Linked DNA regions of Capsicum annuum: region 2 is linked to region 1. A link is a contact called in public Hi-C data. All regions are on one chromosome and are shown on one strand. The core of a region is the stretch at or near the end of the contact, and the rest is flanking DNA. Distances in the headings are between cores, read along the strand shown. Region 1 holds the start of LOC107868290 (homeobox-leucine zipper protein MERISTEM L1). Region 2 has its middle 17 kb from the start of LOC107869832.

Region 1 (6,658 bases), core at 2,735-5,234:
CCTCCTCACCCCTTTAAATGACGGGGCACCATTAGTGCGGATGCGTTAAAAAAAAAAAAAATTGACTGAACTCAATAGCTATGGCTCAAAGCTTATATATGTGTTAATTAAGAAATTTATTAATTTAAAATTTAAAATTTAGTGACTCATATAATCGGTGAATTATGTGATGAATGAAAAAAAAATTCACATAAATAAGAGATGGGATCTTTGGAGTCTTTATAAGGCTTGATCATTACGTTTTCCTTGAACAAGCTTGCTTTTGGAGTATAAGTTAGTTTCAGAATTCAGAATCTAATTAGACATGATATCAGAGTTAAACACACAGATACAACCCCCTCAAGAATGAATTGAAAGGGGGGTGGAAGTGTGGAATTACCCCGATCCTTGAAAATTCTCCACTCTAACATCAAGCGACATCCTGAACTCATAATATTCTCTTCGTTTAGTTTTACTTGTCACATTTTGAGTTAATACACTTATTAAGAATAACAATTTATAACATGACTATTTTACTATATATAGTACCTCTATTAAATGATGCTTATATTTTAACTTAAAATTAATTTTAAAAAAAAAAGTAATTAATGTTAAGAGAAAATAGGAAAAGAAGTTGTCATTCTTTTAACATGTTAAAAATGACAAGTAAAATTAGAAAAAATTAAATAAAAAATTATATAAAAAAAATTATATTTTTTTTTAAAAAAATATTTTAAAAAATGACGTGGACCACTAATATGTTGCCACGTGGCAAAGCTGTTTTCTAAAATCGGGTGTTAAACGTAATGGCATGGATGAGCCAGTTTTGTAACGGTGATGACATAAATGAGCCCAACTTTTAACTGATGGCATAAATGAGTCATTTCTAATAGTTTAGTGACATATTTGAGCCTTTTTCCTTTTTAAAAAAGAAAAAACTTTGTTTCTTATTCTAGTTATGGTTTGATTTGTGACAACTTTATTAGTAGCATAAATTCCAACATATTAATAACTTAGCTAAGACAAAAAGAAGTAGAACCAACCCAATGTTATTACTGGAAATATTTAAATGAGGTACCCCCAACAACTTATCAAAAGAGCCATTGTATTTTAAACAAAAAAAATAAAACAGCCACCTTAAATGGGTCCATAAAATAAATAGAGATGTTAATACTTAATATGCATATCTTCTTTAATTTCTTTTTCCCCTCCCAGTAAGGGGCAGAAAATTTTTAATTAATTAATTAATTAATTTTTTTTAATTATTATTATATCAGAGGATAAATAATTTCGCTTCTGGGAGCTTGCTCACAAATTCGAATAAAGAAGATACGCAATACATTGACAACTATAGATATCAAAATTTTGTAGGATTTAAGATTACGTTCTATGAGACGAGTTCAATTCATGTTATTCAAATTTTAAGATACATTAAGAGTTTTTTTGCAGGCTATTCATTCTAAATCCTATATCATCCGTATAAAGAGTACATATTCTCTTAAAGAGACATCAAAGAAATTCTATAAATTATAAAATATTCAAAAAGAGGCCAACACATCAAATATAATCTTTCTCAAAGTCAAAATAATCAAGAGGCGATAACTCAAATACAACAATATAAATAGGTCCAATACACAACTAAGAACTCTCAAATCACGAAAAAATTAATAGAAAAAAAATCCACGAAATTATACTCACAATCTTAATAAATAAAAACCATTACTTCTTTGACAATGTACTCAAATTACATGTAATCAGACCACTAAACTCAAAGTAAAGCTATATAATTTGAATACTTTAATATTAACAACTCCTTAATTTTAACTTTCCACACAACATATTTAATATATAAAATTAAAGATCATTTTGATACATTCAACATATCTTTAGTTTAATATTATAAGATTTAAAAATCTTTTTATTTTTTTAAAATTTCCTACCAAATTAAAATCGAACAAACAAATTAAATTAAAATGGATGGAGTATTAGTAGACTATATATAATGCACTTTGGAGGGTAGGTCTGGTGTCCCAAATTTGAACAATTAATTTAATAGGTTTCACATTTCAATTAATTTGCTTTTCTAGATAGACAGAAAATATATTTATCATTAATACATTGAATATCTACTTAGATAGTATGCATGATTATTGTCAATCGTTTCATTTAATTTATTGGATTTCTATACAAAATATTTCTATCAGATACTCTATTGTTCTTACATATTTGGACACTTAATTAATTATGTTGGAAAAACTTACCAAAAATTGAATATTTCATAATAAATTTATCTTGTAAAGTTAAACAATAGAGATTTATTTATTTATAAAAAAAAAATAGAATAGAGAAATATAAAGACATGGATCCAGCAAGATTTGAGCTGTATAGTATAAGTGCCCAAAGTGGGATTTTCTATCACGAATTCGAATAAATCAGGTTCTAAAAAAAGAAAATATATATATATATATATATATATATATAAAATCAGACATTAGGTAGGAAAATAAAATAAAAAATTAATAATTAAGTTGTTTCACATATCGAACTCAAGCTCTCATAATAGAATCTCACCACGAATTTAAATTAATTAAACTTCAAAATCGATATTAATCGGACATCGAGTCAAAAGCAAAATATAAGTTGTTTCATCATTTCAGGTTCAAGCACGGTGCATAAAGTCACCTTTGATAGAAACATTTGGATTAATTTTTTTTTTAGTGCAAATCAAATTAATCGAAGGACCTCAAAACGGATAGCAAACACCAATCTATGAGATGATTAAGGTTTTTTCATTCTTAATAAAACGTCTCAAATTTGAGCCCCATGATACGAAAAAGAATCAAGTTACCGTCAAATATGGGTCCTGCAATGAGTGATCCAAATTTAGTTATATCAATATGAACAGGGGTGAGATGGTTGAGGTCCCTCTGTCCTTAATCAAATATCAAGGACCCCTCGGCCAATCCTCAATCGACAGTAACTCCGTCCTAGCAAAGTGAAGTCTCTGCCCCTATCGCTTGATTGATCTGAACAGACACTTGCTCTTTCCTACTTTTAACAGAAGAATAAGAGCACAAATTATCCCTAGCACTATAATACAATATCTCCATATCTCTCAAAAAATGAGTTTGATAAATAAACTCGCGTTCGAGCCTTTGGAGATGAAAAGAATCATGTCTGACGTACCGGGCGCAAAAATGAATCTCACAATACGCGAGTCCAAATTTAGTCAGATTCCAATATGAATATCGAACACCGGCGCAGAGCGTACCCTTAGGTCAGGGGGTTCATCCGTGTTAGGATTTTTGCCTCGATTTTCTTACCAAATTTAACTTTTACTTTTTCCTGAAAGGAAAATAAAAGTAACCATAAATACTTTTACTTTTCCTGAAAGGAAAATATAAAACTTTTCCATACTTGACTAACCTCTTTGTTGGAGGAAAGATTTTGGACATCTATAAATAGAAAACCCCTCTTCTCATACAATAACACAATAGCATCCACATGTAGTTCTTTAAAAAGTCTTTGTTTAGGGAAAAATTTTCTCTCTCATTAATTTTTATGTTTTTATATTAGGTTTTATATGTAGGCCAATTGGCCAAATAATATAATAATATTAAGCTTTTTAGTATTATTTTATGTGTCTTCTGAATTGTCACCACAATAGTTTGCAGTTAATAGCTTCCGCATGACGCCCTCTCGATTTCGAAGCCAACAATCCGGAACCCCTTCGACAGAAAACTATACTATTTATATGTAGTTAAAATTATCTTTTACGTATATACGATAGATATTGAATCCGCTCGGTTAGTTTGTATGTTTACTTTTAAATCCCTTAACGAAAATTCTAAATCCGTCACTGATCGAACCGAAAATTTAAACATACACACTTTCTCTTTCTCTCTCTTTTCAACAATATCATTAATACCACCTCTCCCGCCATTAAATGCTATTTGCATCCTCTACATTAACTCCTTTTTATTTCCCATATTTCTTCTTATCTATCTAATTTTCTTCCTCTTTTTTTCTCCCATATTCTCAAGAAAAATTCTTCTTAAAAATTCTATCCCACAAGAAAAAGAAAACCTAAAAGTGGTCTGCTTTTTTAATTTTTCTTTTGGATGAAAAGTTAGATCTAAACCCTAAAACTTCAGGAGGATTTTATGTTCTTATATATACTTCACTTTCAAAGCTTCAAAGATTGTGAGTTAATTACTATACATAATTTCATCATTTCATGTATCTTCTTTTTTTCTTTTGAGAAATTATTAAATTTTACTTAGTCCAAAAAAATTCTAGTTTGTATGTTGTATAAGCATACAACTTTTTTTCAAAAATTTTTTAAAAAAACATTATATGGTCATAAATTGGACTGATTTTTTTATAAGATAAATTTCATGTTTGAGAAAGTGTTTTGACCTGTTTATTAAGTGATAATATTTTTTCATTACAAAATAATTCAATACATATTCTTTTCTTTTTTCCAAATCTGACACTTTTTTATGTTCAAGTGCTAATTTACTTTGACATATATAAATTTTTGCTTTATATTGTTTTGCAGTATGAAAATTATGAGTGAAGTTGGAGTACTCTATCGAAATATTCGTGGACATTATCTGAGGATAATAACTTGAGTAAGTAAAAAAAAAATATTATTTCGATTTTTATCTATGTTGCTAGAACTCTATTATAATTTTTTGTATCTATGTTAAATCTTTGAAAAAATACTATTTATTTTTGAAGAATTCGACACATCTAATCAAATTTTTGAAGAGTTGGATCAACGTAGCTTCTCATAGTGTCAACTCTTTCTTTGTTCTTTTCCTAAAAATTTCTCATTTTCAGTACTTTTTTGGGACACCAAAAGTCTTAGCAAGAAAAGTCATATTTTCTCATTTGTTATTTGCAAATTATTCCAAAATTGTTTTCTTCAGACAAAGCCCAAAAAAAAAAAAAAACACTCGTAGTTGTATATAAACAAGAAAGAAAAAAAATATTAGTCTTTTTTAGGTTTTTCTTGAAAATTATACTCAAATTAAAAAAAAAAAAGTTAAAAGTCAGTTTAACCATCATCACTTGACTAACTCTCCATATTCTATAATTTTCACGGTTCATATTTGTAGCCTATTTATTTATTTTATCTCCATATCTATTTTCAAAATCACATTCAGAATTTAAACATTATGAATTCTTATTTAGGATCATAAAAATCGTGTAATTTATGAAAAAATTCCTAAATTATTATTTTTCTTAATTTGTGTTCCTTTATATTAGTATTTACTATTTACCTAATGTCACATATATTTTTTGTTTTTGTTTTCTGGCAGGTAAAAGTTGAGAACTTAGCAAGAAGGATATTATTATAAATATTATAAGTGAAAATGTTTCAGCCAAATATGTTTGAAAGCCATCATCATTTACTTGATATGTCACATAATAAATCACCAGAAAATGATTTGGATTTAATTAGAGATGATGAATTTGAGAGCAAATCAATGGCAGATATTATGGAAAATAATCCATGTGGTGATGATAATGAAGATCCTAATCAACGTCCAAATAAAAAGAAACGTTATCATAGACATACACAAATTCAAATTCAAGAAATGGAATCGTAAGTTCTCTTATATACATCATCAGTGCAAAAAAAAAAAAGGTTTAATTTCCATGTTGTTTCGACATAGATTTTTACATGTATTCTAAAAAACAAAAAAGGTTTGTGATATACCTAAAATTTGATGAAATTTATTGTAACATGCCTCAACTATGCAGGAGTCCGTTGACACTCTTCGATTATTTATTACCGTATTTTTGTGGCATGTATTTGCCTAGTTGGACCCTGTGTGAATACACGCGCACATGTGCGTAAGGATTTAAAGTGATCCAGTTGAATAAATATATGCCGCAGAAATACGGTAATAAATAGTCGAGAGGGTCATAGGACCCGGTAAGGTTGAAACGTATTATAATAAGTTTCGTTGTAGTTTAAATATGTTTCTGACTCTTTTCCCTTCTAAACACATTGTTTGGTGATCTTTTGGTTAGTTTTTGAAGAGTTTGAAAATTTGGTTTTGACTACTTTTATTAAGTGAAATATATGTTTTCAAACACAATTTCAAATTTCAAAAAGTAAAATCGTAAGCATTCTTATATATTAGAATCTTATATATATGTTGACAGTGTTAAAAAATATTTATCTAACATAGAGATTTTTTTCTTTTTTCCGAAACATATTTTCAAAATAGTGTTTGATTATAAATTAGAAATGTTTTTTTGGTTAGTTTTTGAAGACGAGTGAAAATTTTGTTTCGACAACTTTTCTTTTTAAAATACTTCAACTTCTTTTTCTAGTGAACTACATTTTCAAACACAATTACAACAATTTTTAAATATCATTTTCTAACGTGAACTTTAAAAGCGCACATTTCAAAATTTTAAATACCGGGTAATTAATTCAATTTATTATAGACAATAAGATAGTATAAAAAAAAACTTTATATATATATATTTTTCCAGGTTTTTCAAAGAGTGCCCTCATCCAGATGATAAACAAAGAAAAGAACTAGGAAAAAAATTAGGGTTAGAGCCTTTGCAAGTGAAATTTTGGTTCCAGAACAAGCGTACTCAAATGAAGGTGACATTATTTTTCTACTTTCAATTAATTTTTCGAGTTAATTTC
Region 2 (6,658 bases), core at 2,672-5,171, 45 kb before region 1:
GTGTACTCTTTTTCCTTCACTAGATTTTTTTTCCACTGAATTTTTTCTAATAAGATTTTAACGAGGCACATTATCTATCAATTAGACATTCAAGGAAGAGTGTTATAAATATACCATATATAGTGAATGTCTACTTTACCATATATAGTGAATACCTACTTTACCATTTTGTATATGTCTATTTATGGAAAAGTTACAAACCCCAGGATTAGTTTAAAGAAAATATTTTTCAAAAGAACAAATGAATTTTATCAAAGGAACTTTTGATATAATTTGGTAAAAATTTTGTCATGTGATTGATTCGAACATTAAAAGCTTGAGTTGTGAAAATAATTTTTTGTAGAAATGTACGGAAAGACTGCATACAAGCGATCACTATGGTTAGACTTATTTTCGAACCCTGTATATAGTGGGAGCTTAGTACATCAGACTACCATTTAATTAAGTGAATTTCTCGCTTATTTTTTTGTATTTCGTATGTAAACAAAAATATATTATCCTCAAAGTATTTGTACATAAAATTCTATGAAAGGTAAGTAGGAGTATTGTGAGGGTTGGGGTGGTGGGACAGGGGCTATTAGAGGCAGCGTCAGGATTTCCACGAAGAGAGTTTAAGATTTGAAGAAAAACTAATAGTATAATTATCCGTCGAAGGGAATTCGGTGAACCCACATTCCAAAAGTCTGGTCCGCCCCGAGGGGCTACTGAAATGAGGGTGAAGATGAGGTATATTACAGGGTAGAAAAAACACAACCAATATGAAAAATGCCACTCGTGAAACTTATTAAAGTCATTTTCCTTATTTTTTAAGAAATTTATTTTTCTAGAAAAAATATTTTTCAAAATTTTGATCAATCAAACATGAAAATATTAGATATAACTTTTAAAAAATAATATTTTCCTATATACCGACCACACTCTTAATTTACTGCATTATTTTACGTGCAAGGTTATATCCCACATTTATGTGTGTGTGGTAGCATAACCAAATACAAATTCATGATTTAAAGTTTATAATTTTTATAACCACCTCAAGGTTAATATATAATATAACAATCAAATTTATACTTTATAGTCAGTATTACATCCATACAATAATTCTTTAGTTTGACTATAGTACAATGCAATATTAAAATACAGACAATCTCATTTATTAGCTACTGCGTCTTTCTTGTCAAAATATTTGTCACGTTGTATTTATTGAGAGTTAAATAATATAAATTTAATTTAATATTATAAAATATATTTTTTATTATAATAGTATAAAGAAGTTTTAAATCATAGTACTTTTCTTATAGTTTTTGAATATTTAAATTTTTATTTTAAGATATTTAATTAAATTTTAAAATTAATCAAATTAATTCTTAAAAAATCAACGTGACAGTAAGAAAATAATTATACATTATATATTTGTATTTGTCTTTGTATGCAATGCTAGCTGGCACATTTATATGTTAACTACTACATATGTAATTCAAATCTCACTTCCATATATATGGGGGAAATTTTTAATAGCATATATAATCAAATATTGATTTTTTTTTGTTTGAATGAGATTCTACTTGATTCAAATTTTTTTTTAAAGAAAATTTAAAATATAAAAAGTAATCACATGAAGAAGTTAAAGTGAACTCATGAGTGCTTATTAGTTATACATAAAAAAATATTTAATTTTATATATATAATATAATTTTTTAATGAAGCAATTTATTATATTAGTTTTAAGAGGGTTTAGATGAATCATCTTACGCCCCTTGTAGCTCCACCTATGTTTGCATGCACTTGTATCTGTTAAGAGTCTCGAAAGGGTCACTTAGTAACTCTAAGGTAAGGTTGCGTACAATATAATAGACCGTTGTAGTGGGGTGCTTCCCCGAACCCTGCACATAACGGGATCTTTAGTGCATCGGGTTGCCCTTTGAAGGGGAGCCTTGGAGTAACTGGTAAAGTTGTTGTCATGTGACCAAGAAGTCAGGGGTTCAAGCTTTGGAAACAACCTCCGACAGAATAGCAAGGTACGACTGCGTACAATACGCCCCTATGGAGCCCTTCCTCGAACCCTTCACATAGCGGGAGCTTTAGCGCACCAAGTTTTTTTTTTTTTTTTTCTTTTTGAAGTTATTTTGACAAACCGACCCCTAGATTGTAGTGAAGTTATAAACACTCAAATCATTTTTAATATGGTTTTGAGTGTTGAATATGAATTTGTTGTTAGAGAGCATTTTATCTTAATATGAAATATCACGGTGTAAATTTAAATTTAATCGAGATTAATACAAATATCGAACACATATAATATAATGAAAAAAGAAAAGATAATGGAGTGTACAATATCAATATATATTAAATGCAACATGCATGAATGTGTCTACTTCAATTGCAAAGGTGTTTATTGCCTTTACGCATAGGTGCACTTTTTGTCTTTATTTGGTTAAATTGTGAGATTACTTTCTAATTAATTAATCATGTAATTAGCCAATTATCAAACTGGAAATAATTTCTTTGCTATTAATTATGCAATGGCATGTGCTACGAGGATTTCTCTTTTAATGAATCTTACGATCAGAATTAATCTGAACTAAATATCAACATAACTAAAAAATTAATTATAATTTTTTAAAAAAACGTATATACAAATGGCATTGAGGAAATTATTAAAAAATAAATAAAACTGATTATTTAAAAAAATTATAAATTTTTTTAAAAAATGAAATAAATTATTAAAAAAATATTTTTTTAAAAAAAATAATTATTAAGAAAAATTATAACAAAATTTAAAAATAAAAATAAAAAATGGCGAGGATATAAATTATGAAAAAATAATTATAAAATTATTTTTAAAATAAAAATAAAAAACTGATTATTTAAAAAAATTATAAAATTTTTTTAAAAATGAAATAAATTATTAAAAAATTATTTAAAAAATAAAAAATTAATTATTAAAATAATTATAAAACTTTTTTAAAAATGACAATAAAAATGGCATTGAGGATATAAATTATGAAAAAATAATTATAAAATTATTTGAAAAATAAAAATAAAAAACTGATTATTTTTAAAAAAAATATATGATTTTTTTTAAAATGAAATAAATTATTAAAAATTATTGTAAAAATAAAAAAATAATTATTAAAAATTTTTTTAAAAAATTAAAATGAAAAATGGCATTGAGGATCCAAATTATTAAAAAATAATTATAAAATTATTTATAAAAATAAAAATAAAAGCCTAATTATAAAAAAGAAATTATAAATTTATTTACAAAATAAAGAACTAATTATTAAAAAGAAATTATAAAATTTATTAAAAAATAAAAATAAAACTCCCCCACCTATCCCCAGGCCCCCAGCCCCCAGCGTATTGTTTTATTAAAAAAAAAAATTGGGACCCCCTAATGCTTTTTTGCCTAATTATATAAAAGAAATTATAAAATTATTTAAAAAATAAAAAATAATTATTAAAAATAAATTATAAATTTTTTTAAAAAATAAAAATAATAATAAAAATCCCCCACGTACCCCAAGCCCTCTAGCGTATTATTTTATTTAAAAAAAAAATTGGACCCCCTAATGCTTTTTGTTTTATTAAAAAGGGTCTTTAGTGTATAAAAAAAATTGTTATTAAAAAAATTTTGGGGCCCTCAATGCCACTTAACATCTTTTTATTTGTAAATTAGTAAAAAAAATGCTCCTCACGCGCCTCCCACGTTGGCACTCCACGCGCAGTGCCACATAGGCAAAAAAGGTCCAATTGGAACAAAATGTAGGGGGTTTAGGGGTTTGATAGGAATAGACCTTAGTTTAGGTGTCTATGTGAATTTTGACAACAAGTTTGAGTGTGTATCAATGCCTTTGGCCTTAAAAAAAATAAAGAAGAAAGCTATGTTTTGTCATATATACATGTAAATCCCATTAGTGGTCCACCAAAGATTTTAGCCATAGGTCAACAATGACTTAATGGATAATTTGATTTTGACATGAAACCATTAACACCTAAACCACTCATTAATTCTTCTCTTTGCCTTTATTTCAAGCGGAGGTGGAGCCAGAATTTTAATTCAGGGATTTAATATTTGAAGAAAATCTAGTCGAAGGTGGGTCAACACCTACTATAAATACATAAAAAATAATTTTAATCATATATAAATAATATATTTTTTCGTCAAAGACAGTTTGGATGAACCCCTGCTAAAGGGCTGACTCCGCCTCTAATTCCAAGGGTGACACAAATACTTACACCTTTGTTTTCATTTTACTTGATTCATATTAATTTGACATTTTCTTTAAAAAAATATTATTCATTTTACTAAATTAACTTTATTGTAGCATGAGCCAATCAAAGATGAAAATAAGACAAACAATTCTTAAAATTTTTTGAATCCGAAAATCCAACACTCGCTCTAGAAATTCTTGTTTGACCTTCCATCCATACGCTCTGCATCAATAATAATTGAAGAGGGCCGTTAACCTTTATCAAAAGAAAGAAAAGCTATTAGTCGTTTTTCAATAGTTGATCGATAAAGCTCGACTGATTGAGACGAGGTAGATGCGACCTCAATCCACTTTAAGAAAAAGACAAGTACGATTACTCTGCTTTAGAGTAGATCCAGCTTTCCTTCGGTCTTTTGAAACTACTCTGCTTTAAAGTAGTTCTATTTAAATCCATATTCTTGTGATTTCTATCATAACGTTTACTAATTCGTTCTTTATAACATTCTTCAATGAATTCTTTTCTTCTTTAAAAGGATCAAGTTCAAGTTCAAGTTCTTGATTTGGCCGATAGAATTTTTTCACTTATTTGTTTAGTGTAGAAATTCATAGGTTAGTCATATCCGCTAAAATTATTTGCGTACAATCTCATCACGATCTTACAGGGGAGAGGGAGCAAATACCGTTTTTAGAAAAGCACTATACACACGTTTCAAGCCTTCAATTTTGTGTACGTTGTTCATATTAGGAAAAAGACTCAAATATGCCATTGAACTATCAGAAATGACTGATTTATGCCATCAGTTAAAAGTTCGGTTCATTCATCTCATCGGCGTTACAAAATTAGCTCATCCATGTCATTACTGTTTAATGTGGAACAGCTTTGCCACGTGATTATTTATTAGAGGTCCACGTCATTAATTAAAATAAAAAAAAAAGGCTCAAATATATCATTGAACTAACAAAAATGGCTCATTTATGTCATCAGTTAAAATTTCGTTCATTCATGCCATCGTCGTTACAAAACCAACTCACCCATGTCATTACTTTTTAGGGGTGGGTTTTCAAGAAAAGCTTTGTCACATGCCCTTTTATTATAGGTCCGCATCATTAATTAAAATAAATCAACATTAATTTCAAAATATCTTAAATTAGTTAGTATCGAAATTATTTATCTCGCCATTTATATCATAGTAATGGGATAAGTTATCCCATATACATGGCAGGATATAGCTGACTTCTTTAATTTTAAGTCGTTATTTGAAAATAATTTTTCAACAATGTATGCTCCCCTAATTCGTGATGGGAGAACGGAGAGATTTTATTGGTACACCTCCTTCTTTTCTAGCTTGAATTGATCGTTTATTGACTTCTTTTCTGGCAACTTCGGAATATCGTCATTGGAATTACAATTAATCAGTTACTGTATGATAGAACTTTTGAGGTTTCTGTTAAATATAACATTTATAATGATTTAGAATCAACAAGAAACAATCAAAGGATATACATTAATCACTATATTTTTTATCAGAAAAATAGTTATTGTTGCAGAAAAAAATACTTTAATGGACGTGGATTGGGCTTTGTTAAATGGTTTGGTTCTTTTTAATAGGTCTAAGATATCTTAAAATTAATGTTGATTTATTTTAATTAATGACGTGGACCTCTAATAAAAGACCACGTGACAAAACTGTTTTTGAAAATCTATCATTAAAAATAATGGCATGGATGAGCTGGTTTCGTAACGGCGATGACACGAATGAGCCGAACTTTTAACTGATGACATAAATAATTCATTTCTGATAGTTCAATGACATATTTGAGCCTTTTCCCTTCATATTATCAGACCTTCATCTTTAAATTCTTCTTTAATATTTTGTATTCTTGATACATATTTTTCCAACATCATTGGAACCAAATGAGTTCATTTGAATACATTTAAGTCTACAATATTTCAAGGTTTAATACCACATGAAATTGTAAGGATATATTTTGTTATGATGACTCAGGAATATAGGCTTACTTATTTAATTTGTACCAAAACCATTAATATTATGGTATTAATTATAAAAGATCAGAATTTTTCAGATAAAGCAAGATTCACTGTAAAAAAAATATTTTCATGATTAGTCTAGCTAGTTGATAAATTAATGTCCTCCATATACCATGAAATATTAATGTTGTTAAGTGATATATCACAGCAAAAAAGAACAAAAAAAAAATTTACTGCTTTGAAGAAAATTAGGATCTATCTAGAAAGTGGTGGAGATTAAAATATATAATATAATAGGTTTACTAAGATTTTTGTTTGTTTTTTCACTACGATATCTCGTATTCGAGTCCTGAAATAAAATAAAACTTTGTAGAAAATATTTTTTCCTTTAATGAATCTTAAGCGAGTATAGGAATGGATACTCGCGTGATCAATTTATGGATGTGGAATTGTATGA

The links. Hi-C and Micro-C count contacts between places; a contact is called where the count stands out from the background.
Region 2: a Hi-C map of leaf shows a contact between it and region 1, with 2.6 times the contacts expected there. The contact joins the enhancer-like site here to the promoter of LOC107868290 in region 1. A contact is called at or near these places in 3 of 5 Hi-C or Micro-C datasets (bud, leaf and placenta).

What each region holds. Positions count from the first base shown.
Region 1 is chr4:10,876,261-10,882,918 of UCD10Xv1.1, reverse strand. LOC107868290 (homeobox-leucine zipper protein MERISTEM L1) reads left to right here and starts at 3,984. Exons shown (of 14, transcript XR_007054409.1): 1 at 3,984-4,182; 2 at 4,541-4,613; 3 at 5,307-5,593; 4 at 6,496-6,613.
Region 2 is chr4:10,920,939-10,927,596 of UCD10Xv1.1, reverse strand. No RefSeq gene overlaps it. Among protein-coding and RNA genes, the nearest start is that of LOC107869832, 17 kb to the left of the region's middle. Within about 2 kb of position 3,921, at least 3 of the 5 cell types and tissues checked have an H3K27ac peak or open chromatin away from gene starts, as enhancers often do. A contact at or near this core is called in leaf, where this site is marked.